2 separate regions of the Mus musculus genome follow, and region 1 is linked to region 2. A link is a contact called in public capture Hi-C data. All regions are on one chromosome and are shown on one strand. The core of a region is the stretch at or near the end of the contact, and the rest is flanking DNA. Distances in the headings are between cores, read along the strand shown. Region 1 has its middle 24 kb from the start of Gm33381. Region 2 overlaps Igsf3 (immunoglobulin superfamily, member 3).

What was found. Capture Hi-C pulls out chosen DNA fragments and counts their contacts.
Region 1: a contact with region 2 is called in a capture Hi-C map of embryonic stem cells, with 3 times the contacts expected there. The contact joins two enhancer-like sites. A contact is called at or near these places in 3 of 484 Hi-C or Micro-C datasets (bone marrow-derived macrophages, cerebral cortex and palatal mesenchyme), 5 of 115 datasets of contacts at active chromatin or transcription factors (T-cell acute lymphoblastic leukemia, bone marrow-derived macrophages, embryonic fibroblasts and 2 more) and 1 of 9 other capture datasets (embryonic stem cells).

Annotation. Positions count from the first base shown.
Region 1 is chr3:101,801,205-101,806,210 of GRCm38.p6, forward strand. No RefSeq gene overlaps it. Among named protein-coding and RNA genes, the nearest start is that of Gm33381, 24 kb to the right of the region's middle. Within about 2 kb of position 3,232, at least 72 of the 459 cell types and tissues checked have an H3K27ac peak or open chromatin away from gene starts, as enhancers often do. A contact at or near this core is called in embryonic stem cells, where this site is marked.
Region 2 is chr3:101,446,102-101,451,594 of GRCm38.p6, forward strand. It overlaps Igsf3 (immunoglobulin superfamily, member 3), which reads left to right. Exons shown (of 11, transcript NM_207205.2): 8 at 4,783-5,193. Among named protein-coding and RNA genes, the nearest start is that of Gm40109, 59 kb to the right of the region's middle. Within about 2 kb of position 1,315, at least 35 of the 459 cell types and tissues checked have an H3K27ac peak or open chromatin away from gene starts, as enhancers often do. A contact at or near this core is called in embryonic stem cells, where this site is marked.

The sequences.
Region 1 (5,006 bases), core at 1,982-4,481, 360 kb after region 2:
CATAGATACATGTTTTATGATTATCACAATGGAAAACTGGGGGCAGGGGGTCCACCACTTATAGTCCAGGGTCATTGAACAGTCAACAATGCATGTGGTCGCAGCAAAACTGCCTTGGACTGTCCGTGAATGAAATGATGTTAGGGACCACTTTCCTCTCAGGTCCAATGTGGGGTGGGGGCGGGGCGTGCCTAGCTCACTTTTCCTTTCCTGTACAGTTCAGGGTCCAGTCCTATGGTGGTATCCACTTTCAGAATGGCCTTTTTCCCATGTCAAAATCAATGCAGTCAAGACAATCCGCTACAGGTGAGCCCGTAGGCGAGGCTGGTTAGAGGGCCTCTCTTTAAGAGTCATCTCTCCAGCGATTGATTCTAGATTATGTGGAGCTGACAATTAAAACTGACAATTACCATGAGTTCTGACATGGCACTTCCCATGCTCTTGTTTACGACTGCGACTACTTCCTTCAAGCTCCTGTTGCCATTACTGCCCCCTCAGTGGCAGACTGCAACCTGGGATTGTGAGTCTGATAAACCATTCTCCCTAAACAGAGTCCGCCGGAGCATTCATCATATCACAGTGTCAGGAAATGAAACTAACACACACACTAATGTATCCAGGCGGCTGCCAAAAGAGCTTCTCACTAACTGGTCCCGGCTCTGGGCTTCTTCCCAGGTGGAGATGGAAACCCTCTGTCACTCAGAAAGTGAACACAAGAGCAATCGTGTCAAAAATCAGAAAGTCCATCCGTCACTTGCAGAGAGTAAGCATGCCCGTGGGGTCCTGCTGGAGGTGGCTGGGAGAAGCAGATGAAGAGGGTGAAAGGTCAGGCTAGGAAAAAGGGATAGACTCAAACACCGCTGTACATTTGCATATCTCTCCTCTCCTTCATTCATCAAATGCTGGTGTTTGTCAGAGATATAGATCTCAACCTTCAGGAGTCATGGCGGGAGACTGACTTAATCTTTAAAAGACTCAAAATGCTATAGGGACATTTACCAAAGCCCTGGAAACTTGGGTCAAACCAAGGGGGCTGAGTCTGCTTCCTGGTGGTCCCCAGCATAGCCCTGACACTGAAGAAAATCACATCTTGTTGGAGTGGCACAGTGACACAATGCTTCAAGAGATATTGTGCCAGCAGACCCATCCCGGGGCTAAGCTGTTCCCTGCCATGCGGACCCCTAGAGTGGAGCAGGCAGGGTTTTCAGGAAGAGTGGAAGCTGTAGACTTGAGAGAGGAGAGACTCTTGCCAGGTATACGCGACCTGTGCTCCGTGAGTGGCAGTTTGGGGTTTAAGCCACCATTCAGAGGCTGCCACCTGCAGTCATGTTGTCTCCTATTTTCTAGTTCACAAAGCAGAGGGCATGCCTTCCAGCCAGGACAATCCTAAGGCTTCCGTGTGTGAAGAAGCAAACCCTAAAGACTAAAAGGAAGCAGAACCCTGCGATGCAGGAGGGGTAAGGCAGAAACACTCACTCCTCGGGCAGCTCAGGGGTGTCCTGGGAACATATAGGCTCTTCCTTCAGCATAATCTAGAAGGGTGGATTTAGATGTAAGATTTTTAAAGATCCCTCTGTCCCGAACGGTGTCTGCATTGGGGTGGGTAGCTTACTCCATTGGATCCAGAGCACAGTCTGTCCAGGGACAGTTTCATGACAGGAAGGAGGGGGGTACTTCCTCTTCAGTTAGCTTAGCGCTTTGCCCTCCTCGTCTCCCTTGGAGTTCCAGGTCAGTAAGGCAGGCTTCGTGAGAACCATTTTCAGGGCCAGCAAAATGACTCAGCTGGCAAAGGAACTTGCTTCAAACCTGGTGAGCTGAGTTCAACCCCTAAGGCCCATTGGATAGAAAGAGAGACTTGACCCCTGAAAGTTGTCATCTGGCAACCCCCCCCCACCCCCCCCCCCACCCCCGCTACATATATAATCTATGGTCCTTATTTTTTGTTTGTTTGTTTTTTGGGTTTTTTTTTTGTTGTTGTTGTTGTTTTTGTTTTTTCGAGATAGGGTTTCTCTGTGTAGCCCTGGCTGTCCTGGAACTCACTCTGTAGACCAGGCTGGCCTCGAACTCAGAGACCGCCTGCCTCTGCCTCCCAAGTGCTGGGATTAAAGGCGTGCGCCACCACTGCCCGGCTGGTCCTCATTTATAAAATGATGCCTTAGAAAGATTAAGGGATTTGCTTTTTGTGTTATATGGCCCACAAGCTAAGTTGCTTTTCTCTCTTCTGTGTCTAAATGAGTGATGGGAAGTGACTTCAAGGAAGACGGGTTTATTTGGGGCAGGTGGTTTGGAGCTAGAGTCCATCGTGGCCGGGAAGGTTTGGTGGAGGAGGCTTCTGCATATCTGAGTGGATTAGGAAGCAGAGACAGGGGCGTGAGGGTACTTGTGTGGCTTTCTCTTTTTCACCTGGGCCCGTGGCAAGGCATCACCTACATTCAAGGTCCTCCCTGGATTAAGCCTTTCTGGAAGCTCCCGCACAGGCATGCTCAGAGGTGATTCCAACCCCTGTCCAGTCGACAGTTAGAAGGGTCCATCACAGAGACAGATGTGATGAAGCTGGCTATCAGGGAAGTTTCTAAGATCAGTGGGACTCAGATTTCCTTGAGGATGCTAAGGGACAACTTCGTGACACAAGTAGGGCTCAAGAAGACAGTGGTGCAAGCAATACCCGGACTCCTCCCACCGCCCACCTGCAGTCTCCAGGGTTTTATTTACCTGTTTAGTTCTGTCACCTAGTAACAGCAAGCTCCCCAAGGGCAGACAGAACTCAACGCTCTCATTTGCCATTGAAGTTCCGGTGCCTGGAAGAGAATCTGGCTTGATGTCTGTGCACAATACCTATTTTTGGCTGAATAAACAAAGGAGAATGAGATCCTTAGCGAAAGTTTGTTTTGTTGGTCTCAGATAGTGAACCCAGGACCCTGCCCTAGCCTCTGAAAAGCTTTGAGAAAAGGGAGCCTTAGAGCTGAGCCTTCCTGAAAAGGCTGGAGATTTTACAGGCTGGAAGAAGGATCACTCAAGTTCCAGACTGAATATGGAGGAGACGGCAGAAAGCTCTGTGTGTGTGTGTGTGTGTGTGTGTGTGTGTGTGTGTGTCTGGCCATACTGTGAGAGAACTGTTTCGTAGGGGTCCCTAAGTGTCCACTGCAGTTCCTGCCCAAAGGAGAGGCTGGCCAGACCTGTGGATCAGTGGCTCTGGGTGGGGAGTGAGAGATATGGGGCTGCTAAGGTTGGGGGTGGGGTGTTGGCAGCAGGAGCCCACATTAACAGGTGACAAGGGTGTCCAGGCAGAGATGCTGGTACTATTAATAGGAACATACGTCACAGATAATGCTTTTGTGTGTCAGGAACATGGCCGCTGATGGATTGCGAGACTTCAAAGATGACATTGAAGTGCTAAGGTCAGGTGCTAGGAAGAGAAAACAGAGCGGGGAGGGTCTGGCAGCCAACGCCACTCGGTGTGTTTGCTCTGTGCATCACAGGTTTGAGTGGGAACTGCTTTGTGAAAATCTCCAGCTGGTTGCCAAAATATGAGCTACACGAGTGGCCCAGCCTGTCCCTCTGGACCCCTGAGCCATAAATAGTCAGGAGGACCCAACTAAGGGGGGTGGAGTTCATTTTGTCGTGTATGGAGTCTCATTATGTAGACGAGACTGGCCATGAATTCATAGAGACCCAGCTGCCTTTGCCTCCTGAATGCTGAGATTAATTGTGTGCACCTCTACCCCCCAGCTAGGGCGATTTTGGAGGTAGCCTGCAGGATTCCAACCTGCAGAATGCTGGCCTGGCAAGGGACTGGGAGGCTCCTTCCTTCACTAAGGACAAAAGGAGGATTGGGACCGTCTAAGCTGGGGATGGGGTGGTGGTGGCCGGTGTCCTATGACTTGCTGGATCAGGTAGACATTTTGTCTCCCATGGTTCTTAGAAAAGGCCGTTGAATGTCTGACGATTTGAGATTCCATGGTTTTGTCAGCCCTTCTGTTTGAACAGAAAGCTCCCTAATCCATGCCCCTCTCCACATTCACGCATAACTGGTTAACAAGTCATACCCGAAAATACGAGCCTCCCCTTCGGTGCACGATGCTGGTAGATTGGATTTTATTGTTGCCATCCTTGGGATATTCTTGTTTGCTAGGGTCTCCACGAGACACAAAGCTATAGATCAATCCCCTGCCCTGTACTCCCAGTCTTAATGTTATACACTGTTATTGAGGAACTATGGCTTCAGAGGTGAAGGGCTGGAAGAAAACCAAGTCTTTCTGGACCCTCAAATTCCTTTCTTCCTGGCCTAAGGGGCATTGTTCGGATCATAAATTGCAGGCCTTTTAAGAAAAGCAAACAAAGGCTAACTGCATTGCAAAGGTCACCGGGCCCGTGGAGAGAGCGCGTGATTAGCTTCTGAAACAGAAGGCTTTGAGGACTTTACAGGGTTCAAAGGTGCGACCAGAAATTTTCAGTCCAGGGCAAATCCTAAGAAGTCTTCCTCCCCCATCTGTCACCTCAAGAGCTCCGCCCATCTACCTTCTGGGAGGACCCGCTGCTGCGGACAGGGCTGACAGGGCGGGTCAAGCAAGGGCAGGAACATGCCCCACCCCCTCCCCTCAGACCAAGCCAGGAACAGGGGAGGTTTCCACTTGGAAAGCCATCCTGGTCGGCTTCTCCACGTGCCTCTCTGTCACCTGCACTGTGAATGACTAGTGATGACTTATACGCATGCCCAGGCGGTGACCTTGGATTTTTTTTTTTTTTTTTTTTTTTTGGTCTGTGATTCTCAAATGTTTATGAATAAATTGATAATGCCTACCCTGGTTCAAAGGATGGTTGGAGGGATGAAATGAGATAAAGCACAAAGAACAGGAAATGTACAGAACACATATCCGTGGATTTTAGGGGCCTGAACTGTTCTTTTCTGGAACATTCTCACCCTCCACCCATCTGTTGTCTTTGTGCCGAGCTGGGTGGGGGACGCTTGCACTGGGTGGGGGACACACGCTGTGTGTCCAGGGTGG
Region 2 (5,493 bases), core at 65-2,564:
GGGGAAGAGCTTATTAGGGACTGGGTAGGTAGGTCCTGGCCATGTAGAGGGAGAAGAACAGGAACATGGGCACTTCAAGTGCAGTGACTTCATGAGTGATGGGTACATTTTTCTGCTTGCTTCCCAGAGTGTACATGCATGTATATGTGTGCATTTTGAGTGAGGGGTGTCCCCAGAGCTCCCCATTGTCCCCTAATCTTCTGGTTGACCTGATTCCTTGAACTTGAAAGATCTTATCTGCCCCAGCCACTGGCTTCCTCCATCCCTGACATTCCCGTTAGATGTTTGAAAAAGAGTCTCCCTTCCTTCTCTTCATTCTTTCCTGATCTCTCCTTGACTCTCTTCTGCTCTTCCCTTGCTCTCTTGCATTGAATCCACCACACACAAGAGCCTGCAGGCTCTCAAACCCACAGGTCACTGGGAGTCATCTCTTACCCCCATTTCTCACCCAGTATAATTCTAACTTGCCAGGTAGCTGTGCCATCCACCAAATATTCCCTAAGAGCCACAGTGGGCAGAGTCAAGAACTGGTCCCGCCCCCAGTCTTGGCCACTTCCCTTTCTGACATCATCCACCACACCTGAGAATCTGGCCTTGTTGCCTGCTCTGGGTGATCTCTTCCTTTTGTTCTTCATCTGTTGGACCCCAGCTCATTCATTTTTCAGAGCCCAGCTCAGGGATCACAGCTTTTTGCAAGGTTCTCTCTCTTTTATCACAGTCGGAATTAATGACCCCTCTTTTAAAAGATTAATTGGGTTTTTAATTCAATCACCTATTAGTTAATGTGATTAGCAATGATTGGTTCATAGTTCTTTTGCCCAGGCATTTGCAAAACGAGGAGTCCTTTTAAAAGTGGCCTTTGATGTAAGGCAGTTATGGCTGAGTTTAAGGAGATTCATTTACTGAAAGAGTAAGTGCCTTCTGCATGAGCAGTGCACACATGAACCCATCCAGAGGGTGGGTAGGTGGGCTAGGGAAGCAGCTGCTGCTCTCTGCCGCTGAGCCCCTCATTCCACTGTCTTTCCTCCATGTAGCCCACTTCTGCCTCATAGCAGAGCAGCCTTTACCAGACTGACTGACTGTCTTAGCTTTGATCCAAAGCCTGGGCAGAGAACTAACTGTCCAGCTGCAGCAAGAAAGGGCATCCCCTCAAATGATGGGAGCTTCTGAGAAGGCAGATGCTGCAGTGTCCATGGACTGTACGGGCCAGCATTGCCGTCTAGCCTGCCTGGCCCTCCTCCTGCCTCCTGCTGTACGAGGGAGGGATTCACCAAGCCTACCTTTGTGTATCTTTGCTTACTTTCTCCTCTGCATTCATTGACTCTCCAAGTTTGTGTGCTGAGCAGCCACACCCAGGGCTTCCCTGGCGGAAGGCAAGTCTGGATCTCCATTGACCTTGTTCTATTGAGATTGTGATGCAGTAGGTCTGAGAGTCTGTCTCTAAGAAATTCACCCAGTGGGTCTCATGCTGCTGATCCATACTGCTTAGGATTTTTTTTTATTAATACTTTATGTATATGGGTGTTTTGCTTGCATGTATGTCTGTATACTTTGTGTGTCTGGTGTCAGAAGAGGGTATTTATTGGATACCCTGGACCTGGAGTTACAGACAGTTGTGAGCCTCCATGTGGCTGCTGGCAATTGAACTTAGACCTTCTGGAAGAACAGCCAGTGCTCTTAACCACTGAGCTGTTTCTGCTGACCTAGAATATATTTTATTCTATTTGATTTATTTATTCTGTGTATGTATGCATGTATGGAGGAAGTCGGTATGTGACATAGCACACACGTGGAGGTTAGAGGACAACTGTTGGGAGTCAGCTTTCTCCTTCCTTGGGTCCCTGTGATTTGAACTCAGGTCTCCAGGCATGGCAGCAAACACCTTATCCTCTGAGCCATCTTGATGGCTCTGTCTACAATACTTTTAAAAAGTTGGGGGGGGGGCGGCTGTGATTGGATATAAAGTAAATAAAACAATTATAAAAACTTTAGTTGTGTCAGGTATGAACACTCGGGAGGCAGAGGCAGACACGTCTCTGTGAGTTCAAGGCCAGCCTGGTCTACAAAGCAAGTCTAGGACATCCAGGGATTGTTACACAGAGAAACCCTGTCTTGAAAAACAAAAAGAAAAAAGAAAAGAAAAAGGAAGAAATTGAGTTGCCACTATGTTTGTCAATGTCTCACCTACTGTGAGTTTTGAACTCGGAACCACAAATACAAACCAAAAGGGATTGAGGAGAGCTAAAACTAACTGTTGTTCAGGGTCCACTCGGCCTCCCACTAAACTCCTCTGGAGCTAATGCATTTGGTCTGCAGGGCACTCTGGGTGCATTAGATCCACACTTTGCCGTTCTGGTTTGCAGATGAAAACACTGGTCTTTCGGAAAGTCCAGGTTCTCCTAAGGGGGAGGGAGCCGAAGCTCGCAGATGTACCTTGCCCAGGGCAATGCTGAGACAGGCTTGTGAGTGCTTCCTAATGAGCTGTGGGGCCTCCTGCCTCCCCCTGGCTTCCGGGTGTGTCTTCCCTTACCACACTCCCCCCCCCCCCCAAAGGAGAGGACATGCAGAGCTTATAGTAAGAGCTGACCCCCTGCCTACATGTCAGATTTCAAAAGTATCTCTCTCTCAGGCTTCCCAATACTTCATAATATTTTGACATGGGATGGCTAAAAAAGAGATAGAAGAAGAAGAAACTGGAAATGCTTTGAAATATTTCTCCTCCTTGGCTTGTGGCTCTTTAACCATGTGACTGAGTAGAAGTTGAGTCATAGCATCCCAGTTTAACATATGCAGTTACTATAGCAATTGAGGTTTCCTTAGTAACAGTTGCAAAAAATAATCTGGCCCCAATTAATAATACATTTTAAAGCTCTTTCTACTCTACACAGAACAACCCAGTTCATCTGGCCGAGCACCAGATGATTCAGGAGGTGCCGTCTGGACTGACTGAGATCCCGTTTGCAGGTGGAGCATTGGGTTGGAACAGGATGAAAAGGGAACAGGTAGCTTCAGGCTCACAGGAGTCCACTCAGGAAAGCTGACCAGCAGGCCAGGGCCAGTCCAGCCTCTAGGATTCCCAGTGTGCCCTGACAGTCCTTGTGGTTAAAGAAGAGGGAAAGTGGAGAGACTGGCTGGTACCAACAGATGGAAATGGAGCATGGGCCGTGGCTGATCTGATGTGATGTGTTCTCTGTGGCTGGAGGTCTTGTGTGTGAATTCTGAAGTCCTCCATGAGGGGAAAGTCTGCCTCAGCAACACGAGACAGGTCCTCAGAGGTGCTTTTGTAGTAGTGGTGTTGACTGTGGGACCCTGTTATGCCTTCTCGCTAAAGCTTTAAAACCATCCTGAACGTTCGTCTGTGTGCTACTGGGCACACCGAGGAGCAGTCTGTGGCTGTCAAATGCTCTTCTTCCTTACACATGGGTCTCAGCCCTGCAAGCCTTTAACAAAGCAGGCCAGCTAACTGGCCAGAATCTCAGGACACAACCGGGGGGCCCAGTCACACACCTGGATAGTTTCTGCACATTCCAGAGGCAGACTCCATCCAGTCTTAAGGAAGCAAGGGCTCTCAGCAGGGCCTGGAGGTGGGCTCCACCAATTGGCAGAAGCCCTCGCTATGGGACCTGTACCATACCCTGGGTTTTCCTCAGCTGGCAAGGTGGCTCAGAATTAAGATATGAAGAGAGGGGGCGGGGGTGGACTGCTGTTCTCAATACCAGCTCATTAAGAGAATTGCCTTCTCCTTTCTTCTCTGGTTAGTAGGGAACACAGGGAAGTATAATGATATATAGAGGAAGATTCTCCAGTAATCTCCAACAACATGCATTTTACTTGGGTTTGGCTTCTTGGCAACTCAAAGATGAGCATCTGCTCTGTTACAAGACCGGCAGCCTATGGAATTTGCTCTCTATTATTATTATCTGGAGTTGGCCATCCCTGTTGCTTCTGGACTGTGATAGTAAGGGGAGGGAGCTGGTGCTGGCTCTGCTCTGTCCATCACTGCCCTCATTGCTTCAGGACCTGGACTGGCCTCCTGTACCTGCCTGCTCCCACATCTCCATATCGGAGCAAACACCGAGGGGGACCTTTGCTGCTTTCCAAAGCCTGGGCACTGGGCTAGGCTCTGCAGAATAGGAGTGAGAAAGTCCACTGGCAGTGAGCACTCTGAGGCTGCAGCTGTCCCACTCTCAGGGTGTCCCCCTGAGCAGGGGATGATGGGAAATATCAGCTGCCTGCATGGAAAAGCTTCATCTCTGTTCCTGGGAGCTCGGGGTCTAAGGGAGAGGAGAGACAGGGAGGAGCCAGGTGTCAGAGAGCACCAAGGGAGGAATGGGAGACGGACAGAGATTGAGTGGAGAGCAGGGTCTGGCAGAGAAGACAGAACAATGGGGACTGTGGCCAGGGTTCAGGGTAAAGTGTGTAGGTCGGGGGAGCAGAGGAGCAGAGGGCAAGTCCTAGGAGATGAGCCAAGACAGTTGAGCAAGGGCCAGGCTCTGAGGGGCTTCTTGCTGTCCAAATGAATTCTTATTTAGATTGCACAGACAGTGGGGAGCCGTTGAGCATTTTAAACAAGGTCAAGCTCTGGGCAGATTGGTGTCTTGACTGGGTGCGGGCAGTGGCACAGGGAGAGTGGACAGGGCATGGGATGTGACAGCAGGCCAGTTGGTGTGGTTATCTAACACTGGGGGAGAGGTTTTGGGGCATGCTCATTCACGCTCTGTTCCCTGCTGGACAGCTCGAGTCTTCAGCCTAGACCTCTTATGTCACTCCTTCCCTTCACAGTGACAAAGCTCCAGGTGAGCAAGTCGAAGAGAACGCTCACCCTGGTGGAAAACCGGGCAATTCAGCTGAACTGCTCAGTCAAGTCCCAGACCAGCCCGAACTCGCACTTCGCCGTGCTGTGGTATGTTCACAAACCCTCGGACGCGGACGGCAAGCTCATCCTCAAAACCACGCACAGCTCGGCCTTCGAGTACGGGACCTACGCCGAGGAGGAGGGCCTGCGAGGCCGGCTGCAGTTCGAGAGGCATGTGTCGGGGGGCCTGTTCAGCCTCACTGTGCAGCGAGCCGAGGTCAGCGACAGCGGTAGCTACTACTGCCACGTGGAGGAGTGGCTGCTGAGTCCCAACTATGCCTGGTACAAGCTGGCCGAGGAGGTTTCAGGGCGCACAGAGGTCACTGTGAAGCAGCCAGGTAAGAATGGAAGGTGTGGCCGTCATGGGTTTCTTACAAACTCTAGGGCTTGGAGAGCTCTGTACACACACACACACACACACACACACACACACACACACACACACACACACTGCACCCCACACAAGAATGGAAGGTGTGGCCGTCATGGGTTTCTTACAAACTCTAGGGCTTGGAGAGCTCTGTACACACACACACACACACACACACACACACACACACACACACACTGCACCCCACATGCATGCACGCACTGAGGCGCACACACAGACTGCCACAGAGATAACGTGAGTATGGTTG